Regions from separate parts of the Mus musculus genome. Here regions 2 and 3 are each linked to region 1. The links are chromatin contacts, called in public promoter capture Hi-C maps. All regions are on one chromosome and are shown on one strand. Each heading gives the region's core, a stretch centred on a gene start, on an enhancer-like site or on the middle of the called end of the contact. The rest is flanking DNA. Distances are from core to core; before and after follow the strand shown.

What was found. Promoter capture Hi-C pulls out the DNA fragments that hold promoters and counts their contacts.
Region 2: a contact with region 1 is called in a promoter capture Hi-C map of pre-B cells. The contact joins the promoter of Ints6l here to the promoter of Phf6 in region 1. A contact is called at or near these places in 2 of 39 promoter capture datasets (cranial neural crest and pre-B cells).
Region 3: a contact with region 1 is called in a promoter capture Hi-C map of erythroid cells, with 53 times the contacts expected there. The contact joins the promoter of Rbmx here to the promoter of Phf6 in region 1. A contact is called at or near these places in 2 of 39 promoter capture datasets (erythroid cells and pre-B cells).

What each region holds. Positions count from the first base shown.
Region 1 is chrX:52,910,826-52,914,223 of GRCm38.p6, forward strand. It overlaps Phf6 (PHD finger protein 6), which reads left to right and starts at 1,389. Exons shown (of 11, transcript NM_027642.2): 1 at 1,389-1,611.
Region 2 is chrX:56,452,707-56,456,136 of GRCm38.p6, forward strand. It overlaps Ints6l (integrator complex subunit 6 like), which reads left to right and starts at 2,133. Exons shown (of 17, transcript NM_172779.4): 1 at 2,133-2,610; 2 at 2,743-2,820. The coding sequence starts at 2,500.
Region 3 is chrX:57,391,767-57,395,026 of GRCm38.p6, forward strand. It overlaps Rbmx (RNA binding motif protein, X chromosome), which reads right to left and starts at 1,270. Exons shown (of 9, transcript NM_011252.4): 1 at 1,086-1,270.

The sequences.
Region 1 (3,398 bases), core at 139-2,638:
GTAGGGCAAAGCAACTGGTGCCCGATGCTTCTACAGCACAGGAGAGATGTGAAGTAAGGGGGGGGGAGCACAGGTCTAGGTGCTAAAATCAGGACAGATAGATAACTCAGCACCTGCACTACAGAAAGATACCTTAAAGCTAAATGATTGATTTGTAGGTCCTCATTGAGTTCCATGTGAATGAATCAATGTTACACCACTATGATTACTGGTTTCTTGTGCAATGAAATTTAAGGTTGACCTTGAAAAGAAAAAAAAACCCATAAAGATTGATGGAACAACATGTAAAAACATTGGATCCAGAGTGTAAATTCACTCCCATTGCAGGAAACATGGCTAAATCAGACAGCTTTTTAAAGCCTCGCTGGTTCGTTAGATTTTTTTTTCTTTTTAAAAAATGGTTTCCCCTCACAGAGGCCAGAAGAAAATAACAAAAGTTGACCCTCACATAAAGTATACTATGTCCCCAGACATTAATGTGATTTGTACATATTAACTCATTTCTCACAACATTTTGTGAGGGAGACCATTGCGTTCTCCATTTTAGAATTGATAAGTCTGAGGGACGAGAGGTAATACAACGTGATCAAGGTCACAGAGCTAGAAGTGAGGGAGCTGAGAGTCACAGTCAGGAGTATGCCTCCAATAAGCTAAGAGAGAAAGGGAGGGAGGGAGAGAGAGAAAGAGAGAGAGAGAGAGCGCGCACTGGTTTAGGTATGTAGCTCATTTGTGTGGAATATAAAGAAAATCACTCATCTTTTTTGATTATGGCAACTCCAGCATTTACAAAGAGTCAGCCAGCTATTACGGTAATACATGCTTCAGTTGCATCCTTAGTCTTCTTCACAATAAACTTGGAAGGTATTTCATCCTCATTTCCAAGACATTCCGTCCTCCTCCTCCAAAAAAAAAAAAAAAAAAAAAAAAAAAAAGGTTGAGTGATTAAAACGATTAGCCCAAAGACGGCCATGCAAATAAGAAAACTGCACTGGGAGCTCTTTGCCGGCAGTGAAATCAGGCGAAAGGAGGACCCCACAGGGATGCCAGGAGAGTACAATGAAATAATGGATGTAAAAAGGCCTCGACGAACAAGTGCAAGGGCTAAGGCCTGTGCATTTGCTTCGCGGGAAAACCGGTTCCCCAGGACCTGGTCCCAGGCTTTCTGGCCCCAACCCAACGCCTTCTCCTCCCAGTGCCTAGCTTTCTCTTCAAATCTCTTTCTCCGTCTCCTCCACTCCTGCCCCCCAAGCCTCAGCCGGGCGGCAGAGCGGAGAATAGAAGGTCCGCGCGCGAGCAGGAGGCGGGGCACCCCGAACCTTTCGAGGGGCCGGTCTGCGCGCGTGCGCCGTCCTTCGGCGGCTTCAACCGCCCCGGCTCGGTGGCCAATCAGAGTGCCCGGCGCGCTCGAGACGTCTCAACGTCCTGTGGGTCGTGTGCGTACGGAGGGAGGCAACGTAAGGGCGCTCGGCGAGCCCGTCTCTCCTCGAATGAAAGGAAACTACCCCTGGCGACAGAGCCCCGCTCTTCGGCAGTGCCGGAGAACCGACTCCCGCCTTCCCCGTCTTCCCTCGTGGGCGCTGTCCTCCCTTCGCCCAGCCGTGAGCCCCACTGGTGAGTTCCCCGCGGTAGCCAGGGGCCCCCCATTCTCTCTCTGGCGGGAGAAGACGAAGAGGATGGCGGTGGCCAGGCCGCCGCCCCTGCCCGTTGTTACGGGGGGGACTGGCGGTGGTCTCCTTCATTGTCAGGGACCCCCAGAGGCGCCGCGCATTGTCGGTGCTCCCTACAGAGGCTGGCGACCTAGTGCCGTGGGGGCGCTGAGGGACATGTTAGGCGGCAGCCTAGACTTCGGGGGAGGGGGCTTCACATCGGAGGAGAGAAATACTGGGATGGGGGCTTCAAAAAAAAAAAAACTCTGCTGACGCTTAGATGGTTTCAGTGGTAAGGAGGGTGACTACTTCCGAAGTGTAAGAGAAAAAAAAAATGGTTAGGATGGCATGAGGGTAAGCCTTACGGAATGAGGGGGAGAAAAAGAAAAACTCCCCAGTAAGGGGAATCGGGCGAAAGTGATGGATAAGGAGATGCTTCGGAGTCAGGTCCTTAGAGGACGAACTCCTGGGGAAGGGAGGAGTGTGAAGAAGGTGATATTTTCCTGAATTCCAGAGACTTGGCCAAGGACAATCGGAGGGGGGGGGGACCCCGACTTTCTGGCTGAAAGGAACCTACTGAAGTGTTGGGAAGGAAGAGACTTTTTCGAGTTTATCCAGCGCCTTGGTTAGAGGGAGATCTAGGAGGCTAGTGTGCGATTGGGGAATACATAACGGAGAGAATCCGCTCTGTTTCCTGCCTGGTCCTTTATTACATGGGCGAACAGCACGGCGTTCTTTTGCAGTTTCTATTCGTTTCGATATTCTGTGTGAAAGTGAAAAACAAATCTTTTGATGTTTGAAAAGCCTTTAATTTTCCTCTGGTTCCTACGTAATATCGGGTCTTATTCATACAGTTCAAATTTCTTCACTACCCTTTGGCTTGAAACAACTGGAAAATTCCTTTAGTTTCCTTTTGAATAACCGCAAAAAAAAAAAAAAAAAAAGCAGTGCGAAGCATGTAATAATATCGTGCAACCAAATTCAGGTGCCCTTCCGGTACATTTCCTATTCATTTATTTCTCTTCACTGCAACTTTGCTGAGAGAAAGACCGTGTTATCTTTGGAGGATCGCACTTATATCTGTGAATTTCAACTGGCTTGCATGCGGAAGGTTTTTCATCTTCCGGAACTGCAGTTTTGTTTTGTTTGTTTTTTTCGGTAGAAAACGTTCTTTTAAGATACTAGCCATTGACTAAGCTCTCGAGTTGGTTCTCGAATGCCCTCCTTGGTCATCCAGGTGGTTTCTACCTCGATGCTTCACAGCATCTTGGAAAATCGGAAATGCATTCATTGTTTCAGCGGGGTTTCTTTTTCAGACATTTAAACTGTATTTCCCATAAAATTACTGTTGTTTCTTTCACCTTTACACATTATCCATAATGTTACCTTTCTTTGAAACATCTCATTGTTGGGTTAAAGTATTGAACTTTGAGCTTTGCCTGTTCTTGAAAAACCTTTAAATTAAAACGAAAGCGCTCAATAGATGTTTTTGAGCCCCATAAGTAATGCTGATTGAATGTCCTTATTCTGCTTAACCCTAGACCACAAGTGTGACAGTAGTAGATAAAAATCTGTATTTTTTTTGATAGACAGTTTTGCTAGGCGTCATTGTTTCCATGATGGGCTCTGCTGCTGCATGGTTTATAAGGCAGATGTAAAAAATCAGCAAGCTCTGCACACATGCATTATTTGAATTTTAGTGGAAAAATCCAATTAGTCATTGCATAGCAAGGCAAATTTTTAATCGTTTGT
Region 2 (3,430 bases), core at 883-3,382, 3.5 Mb after region 1:
GATTATGTTACATTATCTAAGGCTCTGTATCAGCAGATTGGAGAGAGAGCTTTCCCTGCTGGCCCTAAAGAAACAGCTGCATCGTGAACAGGTGATGGAGAGGCTTGTGTGGCAGAGGACATTAGCAGCAAGCAGATCTGTGGGTGGCTCTCAGCCTTTTCACATACAGTCACAATGAGATAAATTCTGCCAGCAGCCTTCCTGAGCTTTACCGAGCTGATTCTTTCCCAGTTGAGCTCCCAGATGAAAAATGTGGCCTAGCCATTTCCCTGACCACAGCTTTGTGAGATGGAGCAGGGAATCCAGCTAATCAGAGCAGGAGATAACATTTAAGTACGTGCTAAGCTGCTGAATTTGTGATAATTTGCTACAAAGCAATACAAAAAACTACCACACAGGTACCCATTGGTCATAAACTTTTATTTAGTCCATGCATATACGATCTTTCTTCAGTAATATTTAATGATTTATTTTTATTTTTAATTATATGCATTTGTGTGTCTATCTGTGGGTTTGTGCACATGTTCATAGTACCCACAGAGGCCAGAAGGCATTGGATCCCCTGGACCTGGATTTCCAGGAAGTTTGACGCCTTCTAAGTGAGTGCTAGGAACCAAACTCAGTGTCTTCTGCAAGAGCAGTGAGTACTCCTATCCAAAGACCAATGCTCCTAGCCCCTTCACCACTAATATTTAAGACAGAAATGGGGAAGTTTGATGTCTTTCCATCTTTAATTCCCAAGTCATTCTATATATTTCAGTAAGCTGGTCTTCATCACACATAGAGTGGTCTCTGGCGGACTCTTGTTCACACCATTCCTCCTAAGCCAGATTCCCTCTTTTACACCTTGTTCTTTGCCCATGAAATCTTCTGAACTTCTAGACCACAGGCAAGTGCTGCCTCGCTGTTTTTACTTGCATCACCATTTTTGGTCTTATTTCTGAGAAAACATAATATATATCAATCATGTAGAACATATACACAGGATATCTACAAACAATATAGAAAACATTTGCAGATATATATGTGATCTTCACATTGTATTAAAATTGTATACTCATTGAAGCTCAAGAGTCTAACTTGTGTACAGCACATTGCTAGAAATACTCTGTATCATTATCATCATTATCGCCATCATCAGTGTTGTAGGAGACTCAAACTCAGCGCCTCACAGGAGCTGGGCAAACATCGTACTCCTATGCTGCAACACTACCTCATACTCTATATTAAAAATAATGTCACAGTAGTTGGCATAGCACACGCTTGTAGGATATGCTGAGGAGTTCAGGACCAGCCTGAGATACAAGTTTAAAAATTGAGTCATATGCAGTGGAAAGCCAAGTATAGTTGACCAGTTACCAAGTACTTACATGGAGCCAGCATTGGCAACTTCCCTCTACTGAAAATTAAATTTCAGTACCATCGACCCTACATATTTCAATGATTGAACGCCTACTTCAGGTGCCTAGCACTTTTGTGGACGTTCAATGAACCTGAGTTGAAGCAGGATATCAGCCATGGATAAAGGCCGCACAGTCCCCACAGGAGTTTAAGTATCACAGGCTGGTCAATGTTTCAAAGCCTGAGAGAGCCTGTCCTTACAAAAGGACAGCTTAGGGTAACGTTTCCGCGGCAGCTTCCTTTTTAAGTAGCTGAACCAACCAAGAAAACGACATGTAAACACTGATCAGGAAGAGGGACTAATCTAAGGGAATTTGAGCAAGTCTGGCTAGGAAAGAAGTTTGCTGCTACTGAAATGTTTTGGTCTTAGCCACTGGCAGGATTGATTGATTGTAGTTATGTTTTGTGTGAAGCCTGCCTAAACATCTGTTTCTATGCAACTGTTGCCCAATTCTCCTTTCCTTTCGAATTACCATCTTTGAAGCACGAAAGAAAATCCATCCAAACGACCAAACAAATTACCCTAAAGGCTTCTAAATCCTTTAAAGGAGAATCTGAGCTTGAAGAAGGTCCTTTACTCCCCCGCCCCTTACCTCCAGCATGGGTTCCAAACTACAACCCTCAAGCTTGGCCCAAGTCCCTCCCTTTACCCAGTCATCTAATGAATATGTAAATTAAACATAATTGGCAGCCAATGGCGTGTGTTCTAGTCACATGGTGCTGATGGTAGGTGAGCAGACAGAAGTTGTGTCAGTGAACAGAGAGGGCTCTCAGTCTGGGGCGAGCGCTCTAGTGAGCGTGGACGGATGCTTAGGCAGTAGTCCTGGCAGCGGCAGCGGCGGCGGGCAGTAGTGGTGGCAGAAGAGGGGAAGAGAGACGGCCCGGAGACCGACACACTCACACTTTCAAGTTCCCTTGGAGGGAGAGGAGTTGGGGCTGCAGAAAGAGGCCAGGAGCGGTCCCATCTATCCCATCCCGTTTCCCACTTTTCCTCTTGCTCCCTGGCTCTGCGAGAGTTCAGGATTTGGGTAGCCATACGTGGCATTGAGGGAAAAGGGACTGGGAGAGTGGGGACCAGAACCAGGGGTGTAGTGGAAGATGCCCATCCTGCTGTTCCTCATAGATACGTCCGCCTCCATGAACCAGCGCACTGACCTGGGCACCTCCTATTTGGACATTGCTAAAGGCGCTGTGGAGTTATTCTTGAAGGTAAAAGGAGGGGAAAGGAGATGAAGGGGTCGCTTCTGTGGGATGGGTGGGTTGGACTGAGGTGCTTCTGTAACGTTTGTATCGCTTCCCCTCGTTTCCTACGCGACCCCCCCGTCATCCCTCGCCCCGCAGCTGCGCGCCCGGGACCCAGCCAGCCGCGGAGACAGGTACATGCTGGTCACCTACGATGAGCCTCCCTACTGCATCAAGGTAAACAGGCCAGCGGGGGAGCGGTGGGCGGGAAGAGCGTGCGCGTCCACTAGCCTGGGGCTGCTGATCCCTTTTGCCTCCACCCGTGGCGATCCTGCGTCGCCCTGCGGGACGGGCTGCAGTGAGGAGCGCCGAAGGGCAGGAGGAGCAGGGCGGGTGGCGGCGGTCGGGGGTCGCAGAGAGGGGCCCGGAGATGAGCAGCCGGTGTAGAGAAGGCACTGGAGGGCCGAGTTCCTAGCACGGCTGCAGCAATCGCCTCCGAAGATGGCGGACATTTTGCTTTTGTATGAGGCAGCCAGAGGCAGGGTGAGGGCGCTGCTGAGATGGAAAGGAGGGAGGGGAGGAGGCCGAGGAAGGAGGGCTCGAGGCCCATGGTGAGGCTGCGGCCCCTTCGCCTGGGACTCCGCCCCGATGTTCTCTTAGCCCCGCGCGGGCTTTGCTGCCGCCCGAGCTCCTCCTCTGGTCCCTCCTTCCATCCCTCGGCCCGCCCCGCCTGGGCTTCCTCTCCCTCCTCCCGCTCCGGTCCGTTTCTCCTTCACCGCATCTTCCCCTCCTCTTCCTGCCAAATGCCGGGCTGCACTAGCGCTGGCCTCCCAGAGCAGCTCCTTTG
Region 3 (3,260 bases), core at 20-2,519, 4.5 Mb after region 1:
GCTCATGTTTTGTTAAAATCTTTATTCTTTAGTAACTAAAGATACCAATAAACCTCAAGTGTGGTAGAAAATCAATTGAAATACTTTGGCTAACAGTGCAGCGCAATTTTCATTAACAGGGTTAAAAGGGCCTGCCTAATTTACCATCTTCATCTGCCCTGCTTTTAGTCAATGAAGAGCTACTCAACACTTAAAAAGGCTACTTTTAAATGTATTTTACTTTTAATATAAGATTGCAACCTTAGAGTGCAGGAATTAACAGAAGGGGGCCACCACACCTGGCTATGGTCTTGATCTCTTATCTTTAAAACATTCCGTTACCTATCAACCTACTTGCTATCCGCCCCACCGCCCCCAACCCGAAGCCAAAGGTATAAAAGACTTCCTATTCATTCAAGGTCACCAGCCAGACACACCAAGTAAGGAGCAAGCCCTTTCCACATTTAGATTCCCTAGTTAAGTTTAGGGACAAATCTCTACCTTAGGACAAAGTCGCTGCATCTAGCCCAACGAAAGATTGTTAGTTATCCGATCGAAAAGAAAAAGTGCCAGAGTCCGAAGATAACGGAACTCAGAATCACACACTCTTAACACTCTTTTCCAGTCCTGACACCTAATTAAGACTCATTAAAAACCGCGTGTTAAAGACAAAATGGCGACACTTGGAACGAACCCAGAACCACCAACAGCCTCCGGACGAACTAACTTTTGCATTGACAGTTGCAGCGAAAACTCAGAAAGCTTCCTCTCCTTGCCGCCAAGGACCAGAGGAAGCCTCAGAAGTCCACCAGCCTATCATTAGCACGGACGCTATTCTGGTGTTACTCCCGCGGTCCCAGCACGTCCCGCCCCACCTACAAAGCTGCGCCCTCCGCCCTCCCGCGACAGGGGACAGCCAAACCTCCGGGAGACGCACTCAGATAACTGACCCCATAATGTGCTGCTTCCACCCCTTCTGCTTTAAATAGGTTGACACCTTTGGGTGTCTTAAAATGGCGCCCGCCGCCACTATCTCCCGGGAAACAAATGACATCCAGCTCTAACAAGTCTGTATGGAAAACAGGCCAAGGAAAGGAAAGTCCTACCCGAGGGGACTGCGACGGTCTCAAGCTCCTCTGAGCTCGCCGACCGGACCTCCCGAGCAGCGCCGCACCAGTGACAGCTACCGATTTTCAGAACGGAACAGAAATGACGCTAGGACGACTGCGCAACGAGGGCGAACAAAGGAGACTGCAATCTTTATACTACCCGGGAACGAGGCTGAAGAACCCGGATGGAAATTAAGCTTAGAATTTGAAGCACGAAGGGAGGGGAGGGAGTGGTTCCCAGATTCTTCATTGGCTGTTCCCTTTGTCATTCACTAGTCACTCCGCCTCTTTCCTGTGTCTCTTAAAGTTCTGGCCGGTGCCGGATTTTAACCGTTTGCCCTGCCCCCATCCATTCTCCTCCAAGGCGCCTTTTAGCTTCGCTAAATATGCTAAAACACTGGACGGGATTTATTGACTAGAGAAGTAAATTTATTGAGCAACCTATTAGGTCAAACAAGGCGCAAAACTTTTACTTTTGCATGAAAATCCTAATTCCAAAAGCAATGTGAAAAAACGGTAGAATGCCAACGTTATAGAAATAAGAAACAAAGAAGTTTCGTTGATACTCAATAACTGGCTAAATTTTCTTGAGCAATAAGTAATACATTGGAAGAATCTGTTAAGTAAGTGTTAAGTGAAAACAGAACTTGATGACATTACAAAAATATCATTCATATAGAACGATTACTGAGTACCTACTTGATTTCTGTGCAAGTGAGACCAGAGTCAGGTGCCTCGGGGTTAAGACTGTCAAACAAAAATCCCTGACGATAGTTGGGAGTGCTTACCCACACATTTCATCCCAGTATTTGGGACGCTGAAGTAGGGCAGTTACGCGTTTCAGCACAGACTGGCTTTGTTAGAGTCTGTCTCAAACACCAAACCAAACAAAAAAAAAAAAATGCTACCAAGCATGCTTGAACTTTAAGTGAGCATTCTTAATTTGTTTTGTGTTTTGAGACAGTACCAGTCAGGCTGAGAGTGGTCTTGGAATTCACAGCTCTGATCCTGCCTCAGATTTCCAAGTGCTGGAATTACAGGCATGAGCTACCAGACCAGGTTCTGCATTCTAAATTTTTATCTGCTTGTGAAAGAAAAATAACAATTTAACCTAGAGGGGATTTTCTTTTCATTTCTTTTCTTTCCTTTTTCCTTTTTTCTTTTTCTGTTCCTGTCTGGCTGTCCTACAACTTGCTCTGCAGACCAGGCTGGAGATCCCTGTCTTTGCCTCCCAAGAAAAACGATTTTAGATACCAGCCTTTTATACTATGGATCATATTTCCTCATATGGGGTGATAGAATTGAATGTGGGCATAGTAGTAAAAGTGGCAATAATAAAAGGTTTCTGATACATAACAAAAATTCAATTCAAAATCAAATATATATGAGATATGTGGAAAGATTTATTAGAATGACTTACAGACTGTGGACCAGGTAATGCGACAATGACTGACTATGAACCCAGAAGTTCCTCAGTCCACGAGGCTGGATGTAGAGGCTGGTCTTCAGTAGATGCTAGAATCCCTAAAAAGTAGGCTCTAATGCCAGTGAAGGAATGCACTTGCTAGCAAGGTGAGAGCAAGCAGGCAAAAAGCAAAGGCTTTCTTATTCCAAGCCCTTATCTAGGACTTGGAAAGTATAGCACAGATTAAAAGTGGTTTTAGTACTCAGGATCTGGATTAAAGGTGTGTTTTCCTGCCTCAAGACCCAGATAGTCTTCCCACATCAAAAGATCTGAATTACAGGTGTGTCTTACCAGAAAGGTCAGGATAAGAAGTGGATCTTGCACTGAGTGTGGTGGCACACACCTTTAATCCTAGCATTTCAGAGGCAAGGCAGGCAGATCTAAGTTTGAGGCCAGCCTGGTTTACAGAGTGTGTTCCAAGACAACCTGGGCTACACAGAGAAACCCTGTCTCAAAACACACACTCTCTCTCTCTCTCACACACACACACACACCAAACACAACAAGTAGACCTTCCTACTTCAAATTAGGCAAAAATTCCTCATATACCTATGCCCTCCATTTTGGGGATTTTTAGTTGATTCCAGATGTTGTTAAATTGCCCCCCAAAGACTAGCCATTACACAAAGAAAGGAGAAGGAGTAGTTCAAGGGCAATGTTGAATACTTAATAATTTGATGTTAGCTATGGCTACAAGCAGCTTGGTC